Regions from separate parts of the Rattus norvegicus genome. Here region 2 is linked to region 1. The links are chromatin contacts, called in public Hi-C maps. All regions are on one chromosome and are shown on one strand. The core of a region is the stretch at or near the end of the contact, and the rest is flanking DNA. Distances in the headings are between cores, read along the strand shown.

Region 1 (7,049 bases), core at 1,633-4,132:
ATTAAGGAGGATTTGGCCTCATCTTTGTCAAGAACGAACAGCTGTGCAGGTGGTCTGATTGCCCTCAGCTCCTGCCCTCTAGCTCCCTCGGTGTCTCATTTTCTAATTTTTTAAAAAGTGAAATCTCTGTTTTCTTCCGTTAAGACTGACTTTGTATTTGGCCCTCTCCATCTTCTTTATGGAGAGGAAATTTTACAAAGGTTCAAAGCCAGGTTGGGATTAGGGTCTTGGCTCAGAGGAAGAGAAATCGGATAGGTCCACACACTGTAGAAAAAAAATGGGTTTAGCTTGCTTTTCCCATCTCCAATACTGCAGGACATTGGCCTACACACACACACACACACACACACACACACACACACACACGCACACGCACACACACGTGTGCACATGTACACACATGCACACGTACACACATGCACACATACACACACACGCACGCACACACACGTGCACACATACACACATGCACACGTACACACATGCACACATACACACACATACACACGCACGCACACACACACACACACACACACACATGCACACACAGACACACAAGCACGCATAAGCACACCTAGAGGTAGACAACTGGATTTTCAGACCCTGCTGACTTTTGACATAATGCTCAGGGCAAATGTCTGCATGAGACACTTAGGGTCCCTAGGTGCAGTCAAGTTTAAAGGATGGCTATGTCCATTGGAGGTATACAGATTCCGAGGGTCATGTTGAACTGATAAGAAGCTGTTTTGAGGGCCCCGCCCAGCTGAGATGAAGGTGTTCTATGTCCAGTGTTATCATAGCTGTGTCTAGTTGATATGGAGGTGTTCTCAGGGTCCTGGCCCCCCTAAGACAAGGGTACTATTGAGACAAGAGTATTTTGTAGTTTGTGTCCTCTGGAGGTGAGGGTCTCTGTGTTGTGTCCATATCCAGTGGAGCCACCCTGCTTGTGGGGCAGCTGCTCTGTGTAAACTAAGTCCTGGTTCTCCGTCATGGTCAGAGCCCCACAGTGCCCATCTCAGGACGAGGCAACCCCAGGAGGATTGTCCTTTCACAGAGCCTCTTTCTGTCTGCATTCCTACTGTCCTTGGGTGCTTCCTCTCTTTGAGAAGTTCCTTTCTGACTTATCCATACCTGGAAGCCACACTTCTGCTCAGACTCACCCGAATGTCATGACTTTTGAGCCACGTAGCTGATGGAGACTGCAGCTTATTCTAGAACTTCAGTCCAGATCATCATTCTTTGGGCTCACAGCCATTTTCTTGGTCTAGAACATGTTCTCAAGCCCAGGCCTTGGGAGTAGGCCTTATTGGGAGAGTCATCATGCATGCCCTTGGAGCTCGCCTGGCTCTGCTTCCCCAAAGCCTAACCCTCTTCCTTTCTGAGGCTGATCTATGACGTGCTTAACATCAAAGGTAGAGGTTTTCAGTGTTTCTATTTTTCTGCCACAGCGGATGATTTCACTGACCATGAGGCCTGAAGAGATGGACCCATGGTTAGGAGTCTTGCAAGGGAAGAGTTTGGTTCCCAGCACTCATGCTGGGCAGATCACAACCACCTATAACTCCAGACCCTGAGATGCTGACATCCTTTTCAGTCCTGCACAGGCCCCTCCACTAACGTTCTGAGAGCACCTTCTACCTGAGCAGAGAACAGTGCACTCTGTCTTTGTTTGGGGGGGGGGTTAGGGCAGGGTATTGTGCCCTATTCAACCTCTTGAGCCATATGGGAGGACGAGGGCAGGGAGGGTGGCTTCCAGTCACACCAGTCTAAGCTCTGATGGGTGGCCAGTGAGGGACCTCAGCACTTGATAGTGCTCAGTCCTCTGGAGACACATCTGCAAGGGTCATGCAGATGTGGGAGCAGAGGCAGAGGCTCTGGAAGCTGCAGGAAGTCAAGGATTTCTAAGGGAAGCAAAGCATCCCAGAGAAGGCCCAGGGTCCACAGACGAGGCTCCCGTGACCAGGTTTGGATGACTGTTCAGATGCATCATGGGATAAGAAAGCAAAGCCTACTGTAGAGCATGAGGTGTTTGGGCCGCACTGGAGGCCCAGGCAGAGGGTGAGTGAGACTCAGAGGTTATCCTGGGGATTCAAGGACCAAGTCTGAGATGGATTCACTTTTCTGGGGTTTGGGGCACACATGGTCCCAAGCAAAATGTCAGACTGTTGCTTCATAAACTGTAGGTCTGGTGGGAAGATGACATATGGTTGGGAGGCAGCCCAGAGGTGGTTGGAAGGTTTTAGGAGAGATATATAGGTATCTGGGCACCTATGGCTGTGTCCCCCACCCCTGTCATCTTTGAACTCCGAGACCCCTTCTTTATGGAACAACATAGCCTCCAGTCAAGGTTTGCACTGGGAAAACTTGCAAGCATTTTTAACCAGTGCTTTTAGAAGGGTAGCCCAGTGCCAGAGGCTCTGGTTTGGGCTTAGATTCTCTTTCTGACCCATTTCTGGGGCAACATCCACCTCATCAGTACCAGAATGCTAGGGTACACCTTCATGGGACATCTCAGGTATTAAGGCTGCCCTATAAACTCCTTGGAGCTACCACTTTAGTTTATTACAACGAGTGTGTTTGTCCTAGAGGCCCAGGGACATTGATACCATGTCAGAGCGGCTTGTATTCTCTCGGAGGGCCTGTCACTAACACCTGACACCATGACCTGGCATGTTACATGATGAAAATGTGGAAACGCTGGCCTGGGAACAAGCAAGGGTATGTGAATGCAGAATGCAGGGGTATATGCCTCTTAGTCTTTGAATGGCATAAGAATTGAGCCCCCATAGTGTTTCTAGCAGCCAGGGTGAGGGAGGAGAGTGGGGAGGTGAAGGGACATGGTTCAGCTAAGCTGGTGGAGTTTCTGACTGCCTGTAGCTCCTGGGCCTGTTGCCAGTTCTACTCACAGACCCAGCTGGCTTTAAGCCAGGCCAGCCGATCCAGGCTAAGGCTGGAGCTCCCAGCTCCCACATGCCTTGCACAGCTGGCTAGTCACTGGCTCACCATAAATAGAAAATAGTGTTCAGGCCCTCCTGCCAGGGTAAGGCAGGCAAAGTTCTGGCCAGGAGAGCTGTGGCACACAGCCACCCCTGGCCTTCCAGCTCCTTCCTCACTGCAGGAGGATTCCCAAGGTGTCCTTTCACAGGCAGGAACAAATAGCAGTGCAGGAAGCACTCTGCCAAGGAGTCAGAATTTAGCTTAATGTCTAGAACCAATCGGACCTTGGGTATTTCTATAGCCTGGTGTGTGGGGAGGAGGAACAGGTGAACGAGGTTGCCGTGTCTGTGTCCTGTTCCTGCTCTGGGTGCTGAGGACCAATGCCTGTCTTTTCTTCTGTATTGTATTGTTTTGTTCCTCAAATATGGTAGCCCACTCTTGCTGGGAACATGGGATCATACCTCATGAGCAAGAGCCTCTGTGGTGGCTATTCCTCTGCCTCAGCTCCGCAGGTGGTTTCATCTTTCTGATCAAGTTCATTTTAGTTTCTCTTGTTCCCTGGAAAGAGCACTGTGCGTGCTGCCAGTCGTGCACGGCCATGTGACTTCATCTTAACTTCTCTGGTCTCAGTCTCTGTCACCAAATGAAACAGCCCAGACATTTGTCACCTTGCTCAGCCAGGGTTTGGGCAGGTGGGAAGTGGGTTCCTTAGATTCTGACATAGGCACATTTTTGTTGTAACTCATCCAGTGTCTTCACATTTGTGCCTCCACGTGGAGACCCTGGTGAAGCCTGTCCTGTACTCACTGGGCATAAGACTTACCTTGGTGGCCACCTTCCCTGATACCAAAGACTGGAGGCACTATTTGTGGGGAAGTAGAGTCTCGAGTTGTAAATAAAAGGCAACCTAGGTTCGGGCATCAAAGATGAGAAGTAGAGCTGAGGTGGGAAAAGTTGGACCCCCATAGCTGTCGAGATGTGGGAGGCAGAGCATTTGGCAGCCCTGGCTGTGAGAGCTGCCCCATGGCAAGAGGCAAGGCCATAGAAGGGCCATTTTGGAGGACAGATGAGTTGGAACTCCTGGTGATGGAACTCCACCATGCATTTATTCCCTGAAGGAGCCTCTCTGAGTTACACACCACTCTCACAGTCCCTACCACATTGAATGCTGTCTGCCTGTTAAGTTTGGTCCAAGACCAGAACTCCATCCATATTCAGTTTCTTCCCTCTCCAGAAATAGATACCTGTGTATGTTTCTGATGAGTGTGTTAGCTCACAGTGTTAAGTATTTGCTTCCTACATATATGTATACAGTGTATGCTCAGGCAAACCTGCACTGTGACTTGTACATAAAACCTCTCTTGCCCTATCTACCTTAGTGGGAGCTAGATCTTAGTGGGGTATGCAGCCAGGAAAAATGGCACTCCTTGTATTCATTCAAATGAAATACCTCTTTCAGAGTTCATTGGAAAAATGTACAGTGTACAACTTTCAGTGACTTTGTTTATGGAACAGAAAAACAGCAACAAAAAAAAAGCCTGTGAATTCAGACTTGTGAAGTATAATTGCCCAGGTATTATATTTCCAATAACACAGGATCATTTCAAACTAACTCATACCCTTCTCCAAAGTTTTATCCTACAGGCAAGAGTAATTCTGGAATGTTGCATGTGGTCTTAGGTTGCTACTGCTCTGATAAAACACAGCAGCTTGGAGAGAAGAGAGGCTGTAGTCTCTTATCCAGAGCTGTCAAAGCGGGAGCAAAGGCAAGAACTTAAGCAGGAGCCATGGAGGAATGATGCGTACTGGTTTGTCCTCATGGTTTATTCAGCCTGCTTTCTTATACATTCTATGGCTACTTGTCCAGGGGTAGCACCACCCACTGTAAACGTATATCTAGAAAGCAGAGACGTACCCTATGAGCTAACACATCCACCTTCTCACATCTATCGTTAATGAAAAATGTACACTACAAGTCAATCTGGTGGGGGCATTTTCTCAATTGAGTTTCCCCTCTTCCAAAATGACTCTAGTCAGTGTCAAGTTGCCAGCCTACATGGCCTTCTAGAATTTTTAATATGTATACAAAATACAAACAACATTAATTGTGGATTACAAGTAAACTGTTTACTGTAAACAGCCTCACTTATGCAATGTATTCTATACCACGGTTATTTTGTGTTTCTCTGCCTGTAGTAATAATGCGTGCTCTTTATAAAAAATACTTAAGTTACTTTGAAAGAAAACAGAATGCCAGTATACCTCCCCCCAAGTCATTATGAATAACAGGTATGAGCTGTGTTAGAGTTTTCCCCAGGCATAAAATACACATTATTTATTTTACAGGAATGATGCTTGCTAAGCATTGTAATCAAATTGCCTTTCCTCTGCGAGCAGCCTTTGAAAATTTTAACACTTATAAAAAAATCCCTAAGGTGACATTATACTTCATCTGTTTTGTTTACTTGTTTCCACTCTTAAAAACAATAGCACACAAATATACGTCTCATATCCTTTGCTCAGTTTGTGCACACTATCAAGTTCTAGAAGCAAAATGGTTAGATTTAAAAAAAAACACTGAGCATTTAATATTTTGAAGGTTATTATTAGATAGATTGCCAAGGAGAGTAAGTCTGCTCAAACTCTTGCTAGAAAGTGATTCTGGTTAGTCTGTTAGCCTCTCAACATGGGAGTGTTAGTGGTCTTTTTAACTGGTGTACAACCTCTCTGATTTACTCCTAGAGTGAAGCCAGCCTGGAACTGAAATCAACTGCCTCCTGCATGAGGTATACAACAACACGGGTGAATCCCAGGCCGTTGCACGATCTCCTCTTCCCAAAATGGGGTACAAAGGTATCCCCTCCCAGGCACCTTCTCACCATCTTCCCAGCCTTGAGGACTGAACCCCTATTCCAGCAGAGATGATTCTGATTTCTGTGTCTCCTGACCATCACATGGTCCCTGGTTAGCAGGAATACACGTCTGGGGATATACTCAGCTCAGAATGGTGTCTTCTGGTTTGCCTGGAAATATCCCATCTTCCCTTTGGCTGGAAACCTGAAGAGAAGCTATTTCTGGTACTGTATTCCAAAAGGAACGGTCTGTGACTGCCGAAGTTCCACGCAAGGAGCTGCTTTCTCCAGAACTGTGTCAAGATTTTGAAGAAGGGTTTGAAGCATTACCAAGCCTAGGGCCATATTCTCTGTCTGCTGAAAGTTTGGATCATTTAGCTTTCTAGAGGCAGAGTTAAGGTGAAGCCAGGGTCTCAAGTATCCAGGTCCCCCTCATGGGTCTTTTCTCAGATTTTACAAGGATGTCATGTTTATACCTTGGAGTTGGTGTTCTTAATAAGGGAGCTTGAACATTATTTAAGGTTTAAGCCTTCCAAAAATGTAAATGAACCCCACTTTCAGACACAGAATTTTCTTTTTGTCATTTGGCTTCTTTCAACCACAGACAAAACAGGGAGACACTTATTTTTAACATTAGGTCACTTGGTTGGAGGACGTGTAGCTCTGGAATTAGACAGTTCTGAAGGGCTGCTGGTCTTCAGTAGGTAGAGATTGATTAATAATGTCTGCCTTGAGTGTAAGCGGATGTAAACTGTCCTGGTAATCAAGTATTTACATGCTGGTCAGGCATAGATGATGTTCTATGATCTATCTTGCTTTCTGTTGCTGGGTTGAATACCACGAACAAAGCAACTTGGGAATGTTATTTGCTTACAGGTCTGGATCACATGTGGCCATCAAGGGAAGAACTTGATGCCACAAGTTCTTCATCTGTTTCCTTTACTTGTTTCCACTCTTAAAAACAGGTCTGGATCACATGTGGCCATCAAGGGAAGAACTAGAGCAGGAAGTCAAGGCAGGAACTTGGAGGTAGGAGCTAAGTCAAAGCCTTAGGGGAGTGATGCTTACTGGCTTGTTCGCCATGGTTCGCTTAGGTTGCTTTCTTAGAGAACCCAGCACCATCTAACCAGGAAGGGTACCACACACAGTGGGCTGGGCCTTCCTATGTCATTCATGAATCAAGAAAATGCCCCACCAACTTGCTTATAGGCTAATCTGATGGAAAATTTGTTTTAGTTGAGGCTCTCTGTTCCCAGGTGT
Region 2 (7,049 bases), core at 2,871-5,370, 97 kb before region 1:
GGGTCAGGACTTAGGTCACCTGTGCTGAGGATGGGCATGTTTAATTCAATAAGAATGTGCCTGGGAGTTTTTATTACCACACGGACCAGTCAAATATAGAAAACGAGCAGGATCAATAGCAGACAGAACTCCAGATGCAATTATTGTGGCTTTAATTCTGATCATTATGCAACCTGAGTCTGCCCTATCCACCCACTGCAATTATTCAGACTCCGGGGGCGGGCGGGGGAGCGTATGCTGGCGGGGGGGGGGTGGAGGAAAAAAAATCAACACTACCACCAGACAACAAATACTTCCTTCAAGTCCTGTATCTGATGTATTCGGTGTCTTCTCAGTTCTAATGAGCCTCACTTTGTACAGTAAATTTGCGGAAACATCAAAAAGCATTTAAAAGAAAGTTTCCTCCTTTCTTCTAATGGTGAAGGTGAGGATTTATGGTGTGCGGGGAGGGGAAATCTGTTGGCTAGGCCAACATTCAGGCAAATCTATTTAACATACTCTGGCTTAAGCTCCCTCCTGCATTTGGGGGGTTATGAGTGCTTAGCTGTGGGAGTATAGAGACATGCAGTTAGGGAGTGAAAAAACGCCATTTGGTTCAGAGCAGATGGCTGGCTAGGGGGCTGATGGCGTCTAAAGGCGTGTCATCCCCCTCCAGCTCGAATCCCTAAGGGCTCCCCTTGTCTTCCCAATCAATGAAAATTAAAGTGCAAAGAAAGGATGAATAGCCGGACCTCGAGTCTGTCCTTTGTTCCTCTCAGCTCCTGGTACGCAGGAGTTAAACTACAACAGGCTCCTATAGAATCACTGAAGTTAAACAGTCTCCCCGTTAGCTCTGTGTTTGAAAGAGAGGGGAATAGGAACCAACTTAGGGGTGGACGATTGAGAATGGGGAAACAGGAGGATGAGGAGGAGGAAGAAGAAGAGCAGAAGGAGTAGGAGGGAGGGGAAAAAAAAGAGCTTTCTGCTTGATTTCCCCAATACAGAATGGTGTGGCATAAATTAAGTTGGAAAAGAATGAATGCTTTGGGCAGGATTCTGATGGATTTTACGATGCCTTTCAGAACTGCTTTGCCACTGTAATCGAGAAATCTGTGCCATGTCAATTTAACAAATACTTAATACTAAGGGGGGTTTGTTAAAGATTTGGGACAAGTCCACCCCCCTCAAGGTCTAAGCCCTTGCGCGTGGGACTTTTCATTTCCCGTTTTCTAAACAGGCATTCAAACGAGCCTGGTTTCCACTACCATTTTCTAATTAAAAGGTTCCTGATATTTCATTTCTTCTTGTAATCTCGAAGACGCAGAGGAGTCCGCATCTGACCTTGTTTCTTCTTTGAATGGCCTCTGCTGTAGGAACCCCTCTCTCACCTGAGTCCCACTCCCAACCTCAACGGGGAGCAGCTTCTGAACTCTGAGAAACACAGTTCTCAGAAAGTAACTTTCTGAGGAAACATTAGCATTAGCACTGTAGTGAAAAAAGGAATCCCAACACTAGGTGGCAAGATTAAGTTAGGATTCAAGCTAGGCCAGCCTTGTGGTGATGTAGCAAATCCCTACACAGTTTACAAAGGACAGGGACTCTGTTTTCACCACTGCCATGGGGGTGTGCCATAGGGGTGGCAGTATCTTTTGAAGCCTCCGTTTGTTCTATATAATAAACAGGTTTGTTTTTTTTTAAAGTGGGATCCAGCCCACTTTTCTCACCTCAGCCTTGAGTATCATACACATGGTTTTTGGTTAACTCTTTGATTGTTTATGAGTGACGACAACTTGAAGTGCGGATTCCTGTTGATTCTGAAACTTTGAAAGTGTTTGGGAGAGAGGATAGCAGGAGCCAGGCTGGGTCATCCGAAAAAGGAGCTGTGATTTCAGTTGCCAGATGGCCCAACACAGATGATTCTGCCAAGTAACTGCTTAGATTCTTGTTACTAGTGTTTCTCTGGGCGTGGGAAGATTTTCCTCTCTTTCTGTGCATTCTATACATCCTGATCCAGATACTGGCCTAAATGACTAAGATACCTTCTAGGATAGGGCTCATTCTCACCAACAGGACAGCAACACCTACAGTGAGGACACCTGTCAGGTACACCCTGGGGGCTGTGCTACAATCAAAGCAACATTAGCTCCAGTAATCACACCTCGGGATTCTAAAGAAGCTGCCTAGGTGTTGGGGGGTGGAGTAAGGAGGCCCCTCCAAAGATGGGAATACACAGCTAATTGTATGCTCAACCCAAAGCTAGGTGCTAAGTCAGAGTCTATACCTCCATTGACTTTTCTCTGGAGCTTGTAACCAGGGGAGCAGTTTAGGTAATTCATTGTGATACGTGCGTCCTGGGCCCTCCCAATAAACTCATTTCCCTTTAAAAAATGAAAACAAAAGTTCTAATGTCTGATGGATGTGTAAAAACCTAATAAGGTGACGGTTGTGTAAAGGTTATGTGTTGGGGGGTGAGGTGGGGGGAGTCTTTCAAACATGTGCCGGACATTGTCGCAGAGGCCGCGGCGTGCGCGGAGGGGGAGCTCTTTCTCTCCGCATTGTGCGGAGAGCAGGTGCTGTCTGCATTACCATACAGCTGAGCGCACAAAGAGCCACTGATTCAGCTTCGCACAATAACAGACTGCCTTAATGACAGCCACGCGAACGACACACACCAAACTCACTTTTTACCAAGCCGAGGGAGGCCTGAGGGGAGTACCCAGGAGAGTGGGACCGGACCCCAGTGAAGGTTGTGGTGGTTGAAAATCTCCGGGGAGAGGGTGTGTACACTGTGGAAGGGTTCGCTTAGCTTTTGGCTCTGCTGGCTTAGGGAATACACTGCCCGGAGCCGAATTCCCCATTTCCAGTGATCGTGGACAACACGGAGACACTAGGGCTCTGGGACACTGCGGTCTCTGGGGGTGCCCGGCCGGGGTCGCGAGCCCATTGGCACTCTTCAAGGCTCAGTTGCCACCCTCGACCAGAGGTATAAAGCGTGCCTAACCTCCCCCAAACTTCCCAAAACTGCCGCGGCGTTCTCGCCACCCTTTGCCCACCTCTTCAGGGGTCCCTTTCCTACCGGGCACCCCGCCCCCCGCCGCCTCCGGGAGACTCCTCCTTAGAAAGAGCCTGCCAGGGAGGAGGGGCAGCAGCGGGGACGCGGGCCTCTAACCTCTCCCCGGTTCCTCAGTCCCCAGGACTGAACAAACGAGGAGAGCCTTGGCTGCCAGTGTTGGAGACGCCAGAGTCCGGAGGCCGCGTCCTGCGAGCGAGTCTAACGGTGACCGCGAGTGGGAGGCGCAGGCCGCCCAGCGTGCCTAGGGTCTTCGGGCCTGTGGCGGTGGGGCGGTGGGCGACGCGGCCTCAGCTCCAGCTCCGGGAGCAGAGCGGTTCGTCTCCCCGAACGTTTTGCAGGAATGTAAATGAGCGGGTTTTGCGCTGGGGGAGGGAGGCGAAGGGGCGAGGGCGGAGGCAGAGAGGACTAGGGGGCGGGGAGGTGGGGGCGGGGAGGAGGGTTGCACATTTTACAGCTCACTGACCATTTGGCGATCCATTGAGAGGAGGGTTTGGAAAAGTGGCTCCTTTGTGACAGCTCTCGCCAGATTGGGGGGCTGCTCATTTGCATCTCATTAGTTATGCGAGCGGCCGGCGGGATTTAAGGGTGGCAGGCGCCAGCCCCGGCCAGATCCTCCGGCGTGCACCCGCGGTTACCCTGTCTGACCAAGGCAGGTCACGGGAGAGCACCGGTGCGGCACGGAGCCTCCCACGCTTCGGCCTCCGGTCCTGGGTGTGTGTGTTCTCGCATGGCATTGGCTGAATTCTTGAGGAAGACGCGAGGCTTTGCGATAGTGGAAGAGATACCGGTCTAGAACACTCTGGGAGCGGCAGCCGCCGCCGAGTGACGCCCGGCCGGGAAACCAGGGCGCGCGCCGCAGTCCTTGCCACCACCTCCAGCCCGTTCCCACCGTGCCCCTCGGGGCCCCGGATTATCGCCTCACCGGTGGGATTTCCAGACAGCCGCTCTCTAATAGGCCTGCGAAGGAAGCCACTGCAAGCTCTCTTGGGAATTAAGCTGAACATCTGGGCTCTCTTCCCTCTGTGTCTTCTCTCCTTTCTCCTCTTTCCCTCCGCGAAGAAGCTTAAGACAAAACCAGAAAGCAGGCGACCCTCACTTACCCGTGGACTGGAAGCCAGAAGAAGAGGAAACCGAAAGTTGTCCTTTCTCAGTGCCTCGCAGAGCTCTTGTCAGGGACATAGCTGTAGCACCGCACCCTCCTGAAGCGACCTGGCCCGATATCACACCTGGAGCCGAGAGGCGCCTTTCCACCAGTGCTCCTCGGGTCACATAGACTTTCCGGGCATCCCTGGGTCTTTGAAGAAGAAAGAAAAGAGGATACTCTAGGAGAGCAAGGGCGTCCAGCGGTACCATGGGCCGTCGGAGCGCGCTAGCCCTTGCCGTGGTCTCAGCCCTGCTGTGCCAGGTAGGGGGCCGGGCGGGGCTGCTGCGCGGTGGAGGGAGGGGAGTCGGACAAGCGGATCAGCTGTCCATCCCCAAGTGACTCCCGCAGCGATGACCCCGAGAGCTGCCCGGCAGCGGGCGGCTCCGGATGGGCGCTGAGGTGCGCTCGGCCTCTGCGTCCTAGCAAGGGCCCGCGCGCCCCGGGTCCCTCCGCCGCCGGCGCGTCCTCACGCCCCTTCCCCGCGCAGGTCTGGAGCTCTGGCGTATTTGAGCTGAAGCTGCAGGAGTTCGTCAACAAGAAGGGGCTGCTGGGGAACCGCAACTGCTGCCGCGGGGGCTCTGGCCCGCCGTGCGCCTGCAGGACCTTCTTTCGCGTATGCCTCAAGCATTACCAGGCCAGCGTGTCCCCGGAGCCACCCTGCACCTACGGCAGTGCGGTCACGCCAGTGCTGGGTGTCGACTCCTTCAGCCTGCCTGATGGCGCAGGCATCGACCCCGCCTTCAGCAACCCCATCCGATTCCCCTTCGGATTCACCTGGCCAGTGAGTGGGCACCTGCGCGCACTCCGCTGGGCCTGGCCGGGTAGGGGTGGCGGGCTGGTGGCTGGCAGTGGGAGGGAGGCACGGGCCACTGATAAGGGTTGGGAAATCCCACAAAGCCACGCCTGGGGTCTTGACTTCTTTCTGGGAACTGGCCGGCAGTTGAGGAGGGGATGTGGGACACCAGAAGCTTTTGCAAGCCCGGGGCATTTCTCACAAACCTCAAGGGTCGAATGCTTCCCCCACCCCCCCCAAAGTTGGGAGAGTTCTTGTTCCCTAGCTCCTAGGCCTGGGTTGGGTCGCTCCCAGTGCTGCGACTGCTCGCTACCCTCGAGGTTCTATCCCCAGAAAACTAATGACAGCTGCCCTCTTCTAGCACCCCACCTTGTTGGTTTCAGTACTCTCTCTTAAAAAAAAAAAAAAACACCACAATATCCTGTATTAACATTTTTTAAAAAACCCACACTCATGGGAAAAACACTCTTTAAAATTTTCCTATTAAGGAAACTGATATGAGTTGACCTTCATTGGCACAATCCAGAGATCTGAGAGCCTCTGTACTTGGTTCCCTTTAATGCCTCTCCTCCAACTCCTCCTCCTCCCCCTCCTAGTCCTCCAACTCCTCCTCCTCCCTCCCCCCCTCCATACTTCTGGTTTATCAAGCATCCTCTCCCTTTTTCCTAGGGTACCTTCTCTCTGATCATTGAAGCCCTCCACACAGATTCTCCTGACGACCTCGCAACAGGTAAGGCTCCAAACCCCTCCCTCAACTATACATTCTCTTCATCGATGCACAGTTTACTTGACCCACTCACCCCAGTCCTCTGCTATCTTCGCTCTGCATCTGGAGTTCAGAGAAGGGTTCTTGGCTTGACAGCATCCATGCAGTGTCCTCAGTTCCTAGCTTTTGGGTGTTATCAGAACCAACCTGAGCTTCTTCTCTCCCAGAAAACCCAGAAAGACTCATCAGCCGCCTGACCACACAGAGGCACCTCACTGTGGGAGAAGAGTGGTCTCAGGACCTTCACAGTAGCGGCCGCACAGACCTCCGCTACTCTTACCGGTTTGTGTGTGATGAACACTACTATGGAGAAGGCTGCTCCGTGTTCTGCCGACCGCGGGATGATGCCTTTGGCCACTTCACCTGCGGGGAGAGAGGGGAGAAGATGTGCGACCCTGGCTGGAAAGGCCAGTACTGCACTGACCGTGAGTCCTCTGGGTCCATTTATGGGGAAAGACATGGGACTTAGCAACAGGAGATGGTAGAGATAGACCAGTGGGGAAACTGAGGCCTAAAGAGAAGTGTTTTTGCAAGGCTCGATGGCAGTTAGGCTGGATTCAGGCATTTTAACAAGGGAGACGTTGTGTCCACTGTAGGAAGCTGCTTTTCTTCACGGGGAGGAGTTCAGAGACAAGGCCAGGGGTCAGGAAGTAAGGCTGTGTTCTCCCTAGGGCCTTTGTATTAGAAAGGGAAGAGAGGAAGGGAGGGGCAGAAAGGGGATGTGGAGGGCTCATTTTCCAACAGTTCTCCTTGTTGCAACAATGTCTCATTGGGAAGCCCTCCCTTTCCTCCACAGAGTTAGGGTGCCTGACCTGCCTACAGAAATCTATTTCCAAAGATTCCCTGTGCTGTACTCTGTGTGCCCTGTCCTGTGGGGAGGCCTTCAATCCTTGGGGCTGTGCAAAACTAGCAGGTGTGCTGAGGTAGACTGCAGGGCTACACAGCTGAGGGTCACCTTGTCTTGTGTAAATGCTTACAGCACGCTGTCTGTAAGAAAAGCAGTAACTGACGTCCTATAACCCTCTTGCAAACCAGGGTACTAGGGCCACAGGGAGGACTTCTGCTCTGGTTCCTGCTCATAGGCACTTCAGGGGGCCTCTCTCCAGTAATCTGAGGCCAACCTGTAGGATTGGCATTTCCTCCCAACATCAGGGCCTGGTGAACTCTTGTTCTTCTGCCCCACAGCAGTTTGAACATTGGACTGTGTGAGGCCCGGAACTTCTGTCAGTGTGTGGGGGAGGATATGCATTAGCTATCTAGCTTTAGGTTTTGCTTGGGGATGAAGGGGGTCCAC

What was found. A called contact is a pair of places that touch in the nucleus more often than the background predicts.
Region 2: a Hi-C map of liver shows a contact between it and region 1, with 1.7 times the contacts expected there. The contact joins the promoter of Dll1 here to the enhancer-like site in region 1. A contact is called at or near these places in 4 of 12 Hi-C or Micro-C datasets (hepatocytes, kidney, liver and 1 more).

The regions. Positions count from the first base shown.
Region 1 is chr1:64,891,979-64,899,027 of GRCr8, reverse strand. No RefSeq gene overlaps it. Among named protein-coding and RNA genes, the nearest start is that of Dll1, 98 kb to the left of the region's middle. Within about 2 kb of position 2,882, at least 18 of the 93 cell types and tissues checked have an H3K27ac peak or open chromatin away from gene starts, as enhancers often do. A contact at or near this core is called in kidney and liver, where this site is marked.
Region 2 is chr1:64,990,345-64,997,393 of GRCr8, reverse strand. It overlaps Dll1 (delta like canonical Notch ligand 1), which reads left to right and starts at 4,120. Exons shown (of 11, transcript NM_032063.3): 1 at 4,120-4,457; 2 at 4,684-4,977; 3 at 5,659-5,719; 4 at 5,923-6,180. The coding sequence starts at 4,404. It also overlaps a transcript of Fam120b not described here.